2 separate regions of the Sus scrofa genome follow, and region 1 is linked to region 2. A link is a contact called in public Hi-C data. All regions are on one chromosome and are shown on one strand. The core of a region is the stretch at or near the end of the contact, and the rest is flanking DNA. Distances in the headings are between cores, read along the strand shown.

The links. Hi-C and Micro-C count contacts between places; a contact is called where the count stands out from the background.
Region 1: a contact with region 2 is called in a Hi-C map of embryonic fibroblasts, with 1.9 times the contacts expected there. The contact joins the promoter of GK5 here to the promoter of ATP1B3 in region 2. A contact is called at or near these places in 1 of 47 Hi-C or Micro-C datasets (embryonic fibroblasts) and 1 of 2 datasets of contacts at active chromatin or transcription factors (alveolar macrophages).

What each region holds. Positions count from the first base shown.
Region 1 is chr13:83,033,015-83,038,491 of Sscrofa11.1, reverse strand. GK5 (putative glycerol kinase 5) reads left to right here and starts at 2,903. Exons shown (of 16, transcript XM_003483257.4): 1 at 2,903-3,205. The coding sequence starts at 3,044.
Region 2 is chr13:82,677,284-82,682,361 of Sscrofa11.1, reverse strand. It overlaps ATP1B3 (sodium/potassium-transporting ATPase subunit beta-3), which reads right to left and starts at 1,920. Exons shown (of 7, transcript XM_013982100.2): 1 at 1,558-1,920. The coding sequence starts at 1,666.

The DNA.
Region 1 (5,477 bases), core at 1,654-4,153, 360 kb before region 2:
GGGTGCAGGTTGGATCTCTGGCCCCTCTCAGTGGGTCGGGGGTCTGGTGTTGCTGTGAGCTATGATGCAGGTCCCAGACGTGGCTCCTATTCCCAGTTGCTATGGCTATGATGTAGGCCGGCAGCTACAATTCTGATTTGATCTTTAGCCTGGGAACTTCCATATGCCGCAGGTTCGGCCCTAAAAAAAGGAAAAAGAAAAAAAGATAATTGATTTGAATGTTTAAAAGAATCACAAAGGAGGGAGTTCCTGTCATGGTGCAGTGGAAACGTATCCAACTAGGAACCATGAGGCTGTGGGTTCGATCTCTGGCCTTGCTCAGTGGGTTAAGGATCTGGTGTTGCTGTGAGCTGTGGTGTAGGTTGCAGCTGTGGCTCAGATCTGGTGTGGCTGTGGCTGTAGCCTAGGCTGGCAGCTGCAGCTCTGATTAGACCCCAGCCTGGGAACCTCCATATGCCGCAGATGTGGCCCTAAAAAGCAAAAAAAAAAAAAAAAAAAAAAAAAAAATCACAAAGGAAGTAAGTGCAGGGTTCCAAGAAGCCCAAAGAATTAGCACTTTGAGAAATATGATAATTATTGATATCATGGAGAAAACCGCTTTCTCTCTTGTGGAAGGGGGTGTGTGATGGTTAATTTTATGTATCAATTTGGCTAGGCTAGTGGATACACAGTGTGGGTGCCCAGTTGTTTAGTCAAGTCTAGAGGTTGCTATGAAACACTTGAAAGATATGATTAACATTTTTTTTCTTTTTCTTTTTGGCTGTCCCCGTGGCATGTGCAAGTTCCCAGGCCATGGATCCAATACATGCCACAGGAGCTTCCTGAGCCACTGCAGTGACAATGGCAGGTCTTTAAATCTCTGAGTCACCAGGGAACTCTGTGATTTTAAATCGAGACCTTGAGTAAAGCAAACGACATTTCATGATGTTAATGGGCCTCATCCAATCAGTTAAAGGCCTTAAGGGCAAAGATTGAGGTTTTGCAAAGAAGAATTCTCCTTAAGATTGCAATATAGGAACCCTGCCTGAGTTTCCAGCCCACTGCCCTGCGGAGATTAGACTCAAGACTGTAACATCAGCTCTGAATTTCTAGACTTCCAGCCTGCCCTACCTCTTGACAACCTTCATAAGCATGTGAGGCAGTTTCTTAAAATAAATCTCAATCTTTTTCTCAATCTCTATCCCATTGGTTCTCTTTCTCTGGAGAACTCTGGCCTGTAGATGACCCATTAGTCATTCATTTCAAATTATGATACAGGGTATTAACATAATACAGAGTACATATGACTCAGCCAAACAGTCACCACTGGTGAACAGTCCTGGGGCCAAATGGGACAAATGGACAGAGACAGAGTGCAAAGCTCAAAACCCAAACCAAACAACCCTCCACTCCCACCCCATACTCTTTCAGGTACTTGCTCCAAGCTTCAAGTAACATAACAAAAGAACCCAATTTGGTCAAATTCGCTGAAAGGGAGTTGGTTAACAGACAGTTTTGTCAAAAGAACAATTTGGTTCAAAAGGAATATCCTTTACTTATTAATCAGTATACCACTATTTATTTTATTTTATTATTTTATTTCATTTATTTTTAGGGCTGCATATGGAGGTTCCCAGGCTAGGGGTTGAATCGGAGCTACAATTGCTGGCCTTCACCACAGCCACAGCAAGTCAGGATCCTAGCCGTGACTGTGGCCTATACCACAGCTCACGGCAAATGCTGGATCCTTAACCCACTGAGCCAAGGCAGGGATCCAACCCCAAACCTCATGGTTACTAGTCGGATTCATTTCGCCTACGCTACAACAGGAACTCCAGTATACCACTCTTCACTGTTGAACTTTTTCACAAAAAACGCATATCCATATTACTTTCATAATTTTACAAAAAGGTAATGAATATTTTCAGGTACTGGGTTTTTGGGGGGCTGGAGGTGGAGTGGTGGCTGGAACAGGTCTTGACACCTCCCCACTCCCCACAGATAAGGACTTGGAGCTGGACCACCCCTCAAAAATCCCCTTGGATTCAAAGCTGGTGATCAAAACGGAAGGAAACTCAAAATTACCACATGCGTCCTTCCTGCCCTCTGAGGGGAAGATCTCATGCTTTTGAGGCAGGAAAGGTAAAGGGGCTTTCAGATTCTTGAAAAAGCAATCGTTGGGGTGGAGTTTGACGGTAAAAACAGATGCCTTGCGCTGTGCTCCTTCCTCCGACCAGAGGGCTGCGAAAGGTCTCACTGGTTGAGTGTTATTTCATTTAGCAAGTATTTATTGAGAAGTATTGTGTGTATCTGACCAGGTTTTCTGGGGAGAAGTCTTGGGAAACTCACAGTTTATTAATAAATACCTTTGGCCCAATTTTGTATTTCCTTTTAAGAGTTAAAAGAATAGCAGGCGAAGTTCCCCTAGCGGCTCAGTGGTTAACCAATCTGACTAGCATCCATGAGGACAGAGGTTCAATCCCTGGCCTGACTCAGTGGGTTAAGGATCCGGACTTGCGGTGAGCTGTGATGTAGGTCGCAGGCGCGGCTCCGATCCTGCCGGAGCCTGCGTTGCTGTGGCCTGGGCGGGCAGCTACAGCTACCATTTGACCTACAGCCTGGGAACCTCCATATGCCCGCAGTAGTGGCCATAAAAAGCAAAAACAAACAAAAGAAACGCAGGCACTTCCTGCATGATGCTCGGCATGAGGAGGGAAATCATGAAAATTACCGGCCGGGAAACGCCGAGAGCGGCGGGTGTTTGGAGAACTGGGCCACGTGCGTGAGCTGGGGCTCCAAAGTCCCACCGAAAACACACTCGCCTCTACGCCCCCAGGCGGCCACTCGGCCCGCGCGCGCTCCAGCGAAGGGGCCCTGCGCAGCCGTGACGTCACGGCGTCGGGGCGGGGCCCTCGGCAGGGGCGGGGCCGCTCCCGGAGCTCGCGGAGGGGGCGGGGCGGGCCGGGGGCGGTGGCCCGGTTGGGCGCGCTCCGCTCCTGCGGTGCGAGTGTTTGGAACTAGCCTGCTCGGCTGGCGGCTGCGGTAGAGAGGCGTTCGGGTCGGGATGTCCGAGCTGTCCACCGTTGCAGAGCAGGAACGCCAGGAGCAGAGCGCGCCGGACGGGCGGCGCGCAGGCTTCGTACTGGGGCTGGACGTGGGCAGCTCGGTGATTCGCTGCCACGTCTATGACCGCGCGGCGCGGATCTGCGGTTCCAGCGCGCAGAAGGTGACTGGGGAGCGGGCGTCGGGGCTGCGGGTCAGCGTCGCGCAAGACGCCCGGGATCCGATCGTGGGCGCAGAGAGGGCGGGACCGCCTCATCCGGCCTGGAGGCCGCCACCTGCAGCACCGCCGGCCCTTGGTCTTGATCGGGGCGCCGGGATCGGCCAGGTCACCGCATTCCCTCCTGGGTCAGACTGAAACCCGTGCGCCTTTCCTGTCCCGGCTGAGGACCCTAGGGGCCCGCTTTGTCACCCGGGGCCGCTCACTAGCTTCCTCTCACCTGGGGATTCGCCCCTCTGGCCTTACCTGGGTGAGAATGCGGTGACTCCCGGGGCTGGGCAGGGTAGGGCGGACTGCGCATATCTAGCCAGAGGGTACTTTGTGATTTGCTTGGTTTTTCCTGCACTTCCTTGGTAGACCTCCAACACTGTCTTTATTTACATTTAAAATTTTCAGATCTTGATGGGATTTGACTTTATGTCCGTTCTTCATTTGCCATTATTAACTGTTTCCCAAAGTGCTGAGCAGCTCATTTCCATGGATACGGGAAGTTATTTACTCTTCTGTCCAATACCAACTTCTTTTTATATTAGCAGTGTTAGGGCGAGCAGGAGCTATTACCTAACCCATTCCCAGCAGCACAGAGCTCCCCTTTTGCTGGATTCCCACCCTTCTTCCCACCCCCTTTAGAAGCGGTTTTCTGCCTTAGCAGTTGCCCAGGAGCAGGTCCAGTCAAAACAGTTCTTTGAGCGCTCGTGTTGAGGACTTCCTCATGCTGGTGTCAGAACCGGGACAGGGAGCTGGGACTAGAGCAGCTCCCTGGTCCTTTCTGCGTCCACCTGTGCAGGAAAGGGTGAGTACTGCCCACTCACCCCTACCCCCACCTGAAAGGAGAGACAAAAGGCAGACTCTGTCCTTAGAAACTATGTGCTCCTTATCTTTTTGAGTCTTTATCAGAACACGGTGATACTTTTCACAAGTCTCCCTTATAATTCTGGACACAAAGTACTTTTGTGTTTAGGCAGAGTTTTTTTGTTTGTTTGTTTGTTTGTTTTTTGCTTTTTTAAGGAGTTGGAGTATTTGGAATCAGTATTTGGATACAGAATTTCTGTTAGAAGAAATTTGTTAGAAGAAAACAAAGTTTCATAGTTGCTGTATAGTTTGGGGGAATCATTCTATTTTTTTCTTCTTTCTTTCAAGAAATTAGGTAAGGATTTCAAAGGTAAATCAAGATTGCTGTGAGTAGCAGGAGACTAGAGTGGTTTGCTCAGGCTGAACTGTGGAGGTGTCTGGAAGGATATGTGAGTAAATGAAAATACAGAAAATCCCTGCCCTTGAGGGCTGAAGCTCTGTATCTTAAGTAGTTGACAGCAGTGCCTCTCAAACTGTGATAGGAATTGACAAGCAGTGCTTCTTAAAGTGTGGTTCCTAGGGTGCTGGGGTTGAGATAGAGAAACTAAAATTTAGAAACTCGTGTAGCAGCTTGGCAGTATAATTTTATGTCTGTTGACCTTAATAATAAAATATTTGGGATTTTATTTTGTCATTTTTTTTCCCTAGAAAAGTGTTTCCGTTGTGCCTTAAAAATTGTTGGTCCACAATAATTAGAAATCAGAAAAAAAAAATACAAAAACAAACAACAACTGCTCCTTTACTTCAAATAACTTGAGTTCTTTGGGAAAAAGGGTCTCGGCCTACATTGTTTCCTATTACCTGGCTTATTACTTCATAGGTATAAATAATTTAATTGCATCTAATCAAAGTATTAGATATTCATTTTGCTCCATGGGACTCTATGGATTAGACAAAGAACTTGTTTTTATTTTTTCAAGTGAAAAATCATACCTCTTGGAGTTTCCATTGGGGCTTAGTGGGTTATGAACCCAATCTGACATAGAGTCCATGAGCATGCAGTTTCAATTCCTGGCCTTGCTTAGTGGCTTAAGGATCTGCTTGCTGTTCCTACAAGTTGTGTTGTGGGTTGCAGATGTGGCTTGGATCTGACGTTGCTGTGACTGTGGTGCAGGTCTGCAGCTCCACTTCTCATTCAACCCCTGGCCCCTTCCATATATTGCAGGTTCGGCCACAAAAAAAAAAAAAAAAAAAAATCACACCTCTGCTAATATTATGTTGGAAAGAATATGTAATAGAAAGCCAGACCTCTTAGTACAGGATTTGATTGATAGCACCAAATAAATATCTTCAAAAAAGGTTTTTAACAAAGGGAGTTCCCACTGTGGCTCAGTGGTAACAAACCCGACTAGTATCCATGAAGTCA
Region 2 (5,078 bases), core at 671-3,170:
AGGCCCTGAGAAAGGTAGTCTACACAAACTAATCTCTCTCCACTACTGGAAAATTCCTTCAGCAAGAAGTTAGTATACTCCAGAAACAATTGTTTACCAGTTTTTCCCTATTTACTTTCAGATGCAAGATTTCTTTCCCCGTCACACCAGTGGGTTCCCCACAGATAGCCTTTTGAATAAAAATCGTGAATGATTGCCATGCAGTTAGGCAAAGGCATCTGTAAAATAATACAACCGCTGGACTAGGATTAAAGGACAACTGGGTTCTTTTCTTGGCTGGGTGGAATATGTAATTTTACACAAAGCAAAATCACAATCTCTCTGGGGCTCGTTGTTCTCATCTCTAAAGCAGGGTTTGGGCTAAAAACCCTCCAAGGCCCCTTTCAACTTGTCATACGAATTAAAGCCACCTTTCCCCTCGGCAGGAGCCGATTTCAAGCAGCAGCAGCAACAGTTTATTTGCTAAGTCAGAGCTAAATTACTCTCTTCATGCTTCTCTTCAAAAAATGTCGTGCCCAAATAGTTCTCAACTCCAGAAATATATTCTCACTCAGAAAAAAAAAAAAAAAGGTCTGTCATGACCAACTAGCAAAATATTTTTCAAAAGAAAAAAAATCAGTTTACTTAAGTATAAAGGAGGGGGGCACTAGTCCTTATTCAGACATTAACATCATTTTTCCAAAAAAAGAGGCACTCTAAAGCAGCACCACACTGGCAGATGGTTTAAATATTTCTTTTTAAAACAAAGAACCCATGCAGAGGAAAACTGCTAACAAATTCAACCATTAAACGTTTTGAAGGCAGAGGAAAAAACTGCCATTCAGACAGGATTTACTTTCCCTCAATGGAGCACGCTGGTAACGTAGAAAACTCTGTCATTAAGAAGACATTAAGGAGGAAACGACCTTTTTAAGGGTCTTTTCACTGTTTAAATTCAAGCGCATTTTCGCGTATCGTGTACGTGTATGCTTAACATATCTGTGCAGCCCACACACTTAACACTCACTTGCACTCTTCCGACCCGCTGGGGTGGCAGCGTGGACGAGTCACAAGATAGCGGCCGGAGTGGAAATTTCCTCTCCCCGGACGTGGGGCAGGGTCTGGCTTCCCCGAAGCGCTCGGCGCCGCCAGCCGCCTCCGCCAGGGCCTCTCCCGGCCAGCGCGCTCCGTACAAAAGGAGGCCGGGCGCCCGGCGCCCACGCGCCCGGGGCTCGGCTCGGGGCAGGGGTCCCCGGCTTCCGGCGCCGCAGGCCCCGGCAGCACGTGCGCCAGCTCCCGGCAGGGAGGAAGGAACCGGCGAGGCCCGGCGGAGGCTGCCAGCGGGCCCTGCAGCCTCGCCCGCCCGCCGGCCCCGCAAGAAATGAATGGGGCCGCGTTACTCCGCCGCCGCCGCCCGTCTTCGAGTCCAGCGGACCGAAGAAAACCGCTGCGGGCGGCGACGGCCGCTCCCGGGGCCCCCGCGCGGGGAACCGCCTCCCGCCTTTCCCTTCCCACCCGACCCCGCCCGGCGCCCCCTGGACCGCGGCCGGCCCCGGCGCCCAACCGCCGCCCGCTCACCCCAGCTCTTGGCGGAGCGCCCCAGGAACTCTCCGGTGGTCGGGTTGTACAAGAACAGCTTCCATTCGGCCATGCTCTGGTTGAAGGATTTCTTCTCTTTCTTCGTCATGGTGTGTGCCGACGACAAGGGAAGCAGCGAGGAGTACGGAGGTGCGTCTGGGCTGGAGCGGCGCAGCCCGGCGACGGCGGCGGCGGAAGGCGGGACGGCCGGCTGAGGAAACCTCCTCGCTACCGTGAGCGCTCAAGCCGACTGCGCTGCGCCGCGCCGAGCCGGGCGGCCGCTCCAGCCGCGGGAGCCTGACGTCTCCGCCCTCCGCAGCCAATCCCCGCGCTGTTCAGGCCGCGCCGCCGCCGCCGCTACCGCCTCCAGCCCGCGGCGGGGCGCAGCCCGACCAGGCGAAAACGCCCCGCCCACGGCCCCGCCCCGCGGTACCCCGCGGGGCTCTGGGACGCCCCGGACTCCCTCTTCCTTGGCTGGAGGAGGCAAAAACTACGTGTAGCGACTTTAGAAATCACGAGGGCTTAGTAAAAAGCAGATTTATAATGACAAGCGAAAGAAGAACGTCCCTGGCCCGCAGGCTTTTTAGAAGGAGGACTCGGGAGATGCTGCAGGCTACGGACACCTGGAGTCCCCTGGGTTCCTTGCCTGCAGCAGCGTGGGACCAGAAGAGCACGGAAACGACTCCGGTCCACTAAGTCGCCTTCACCGAGGAGGGGATTTCGCCACCCTCTCCCCAAACCGTCCCCAGACGTTCTCCTCTGGGCTCTATGACGTGACTAAAAGATAGTCTGCGGTGGTATTTCGTAAGCAGGTGTATTGCATACCGCTGCCTAGAGAATGCCCTGACTTGGTTCTTTTGGAGGATTTATCTAGAACTCTCCGGTCAATGGGAATTTCATCCTAAATATGCCAGTATTAAGTAAATGCAGTATAATTTTCTCCAGATTTAGTTGAATTTATCAATGAAATCAATATACATGCTTTCCTGAGGTTCCAAACTGCACGGCCTGTTTTTTTCTCAAACACTCAGACTCTTAATCTCCAGGAAATCAATTCTTCGTTTAGTGTTGATGCCTAAGTACAGATTCCTGGCTTTTGATCTTTTCCACTGCAGTGGTGCTCGCCTTGGTCCGAGCTGAGGGTGCAATCAATGTTCTCCTACACGAGATGGAGCTGAAGAGCACAGTGCGCTGAGACTTGTGACAGCACGAAAAGACGAATAGAAGTTTGGGCAGAAGGTGCTTTTTTGTTTTGTTTTTAGAAAAAAAATGGAATACTACCTCGTTAGCAAATATAAAATTATGAATGAAGAAATATAGCATACATCTTACTATCTGGAATGATGCATTATAATTCATCTGAAAGTTTAAACACAGATTGTAAATGCTTTAAAGGAGTAAGTAGATATCGAAATTCTGGCATTTCTCACTTCCTCACTTTGCTTATCAAAGCAAGGAATTATGAATTATGTCTCCCATAAATGGAAAAGAGAAGTTTTTTTGTTTGGTTTTTTTTTTTTTTTTTTTTTTTTTTTTGCCTTTTAGGACCCGCAGCATACGGAGGTTCCCAGTCTAGGAATCTAATAGGGGCTACAGCTGCTGGCCTATGCCACAGCCACAGCAATGCAGGATACTTAACCCACTGAGGCCAAGGATCCAGTGGGCAACTTCATGGTTACTAGTCAGATTCATTTCCACTGCACCACAACTGGAACTCCATGCATTGTTATTATAAATGACTTTTCCCCTGTACTTAGGAAAGCTAAATTTACAATTATGACCTTGACTGATAACTTAAATCAGTTACTTTGTTGAGCCAGTGATGGCAAAAAATGTGTAAAGTGTTTTGCAAAATTTGTCATGAAAATAGTATTAGAAATAGCAAAACACCATGCAAGCAGACTAGGAAGCATTTCTTTAGCTCATAAATAAGGTTGAAAGAGAACTGAGGAATGGAAGTAGTTAACTATTTTTGTCTCATCAAAAATCTAAGTAAGGGAGTTTCCATCGTGGGGGTTAAGAACCCAACATAGTGTCTGTGGGGATGTGAGTTTGATCCCTGGCCTCTCTCAGTGTGTTAAGGATCCAGCGTTGCCACAGGCTTTGAGGTCCGTCACAGATGGAGCTCAGATCCTGCATTGCTGTGGCTATGGCATAGGCCGGCAGCTGCAGCTCCAATTCTACCCTTAGCCAGGGGACTTCCATATGCTGCAGGTGTGGCCCTAAAAAGAAAAAAAAACTAAGAGAACACTTAAAATATTGATAGAGTTGATAGATAACAGGTTTTCTAGTTTAGGTAGCAGTTCAAGATACAGGGTCCATTTTGGAGTTTCTGTCATGGTGCAGCAGAAACAAATCCAACTTGGAACCATGAGGTTACAAGTTTGATTCCTGGCCTTGCTCAGTGGGTTAAGGATCCGGCATTGCTGTGGCTGTGGCACAGGCCAGCAGCTGTAGCTCCAATTAGACCCCTAGCCTGGGATCCTCCATATGCCCAGGGTGTGGCCCTAAAAAGAAAAAAATAAAGATACAGAGTCTGTTTGGAATAAAATATAAAACCACCTGCTTTAGGAGTCCCCGTCGTGGCTCATTGGTTTGCAAACCCAACTAGCATCCATGAGGATGGGGTTCGATCCCTGGTCTTGCTCAGTGAGTTAAGGATCCGGCCTTGCCATGAGTTGTGGTGTAGGCTGGCGGCTTCAGCTCTGATTGGACCCCTAGCCTGGGAACCTCCATATGCCACGTGGGTGTGGCCCCCCCAAAAAAGGTCCACACACACACACAAACACCTGCTTTATTTTGTGTGTGTATGTAATAACAAGCAAACTTTGAGAAATAATTACATCACACACAACTAAAACATGACAAACAAAAACATTATGAAATAGTGTTTCAAAGATTTTAAATGCTGTCAGATATTTGTAGTTTGTATATTTCAGTGGTCGTTAATATACTTTTCACATGTACCGCTTTGTGGTTTTCCAATTAAGTATTTAAATACAAATATAATTCCGGAAGTATTTTCAAAACTCATGCCAAAGAGTTCCTGTTGTGGCACAGCGGAACAAATCCAACTAGTAACCATGAGGTTGCAGGTTCAATCCCTGGCGTCACTCAGTGGGTTAAGGATTTGGTATTGCCGTGAGCTGTGGTGTAGGTCGCAGACTCGGCTGCATCCTGCTTTGCTGTGGCTGCGACGTAGGCTAGGAGCTATAGCTCCAATTCAACCCTGGCCTGGGAACTTCATATGCCATGAGTATGACCCTAAAAAGCAAAAAAAAAAAAAAAAAAAAAAACAACTCATGCATAGTTTTGTAACTGATGCAACAATTTTCAGTTTGGGGGAAAGTTTACATCCTAATTCAAAATATGAGGACTATCTGTTTCTCTGATACATGATACTTGAGCATTACCTGGAAGAGAAAACTGAATTTTAGGGGATATTGGCCTACCAAGTATGAGCAGATGAAATATTGAATTTAATTACAGCTTTAGTCCCTGCAGATTTACTTTACCATACC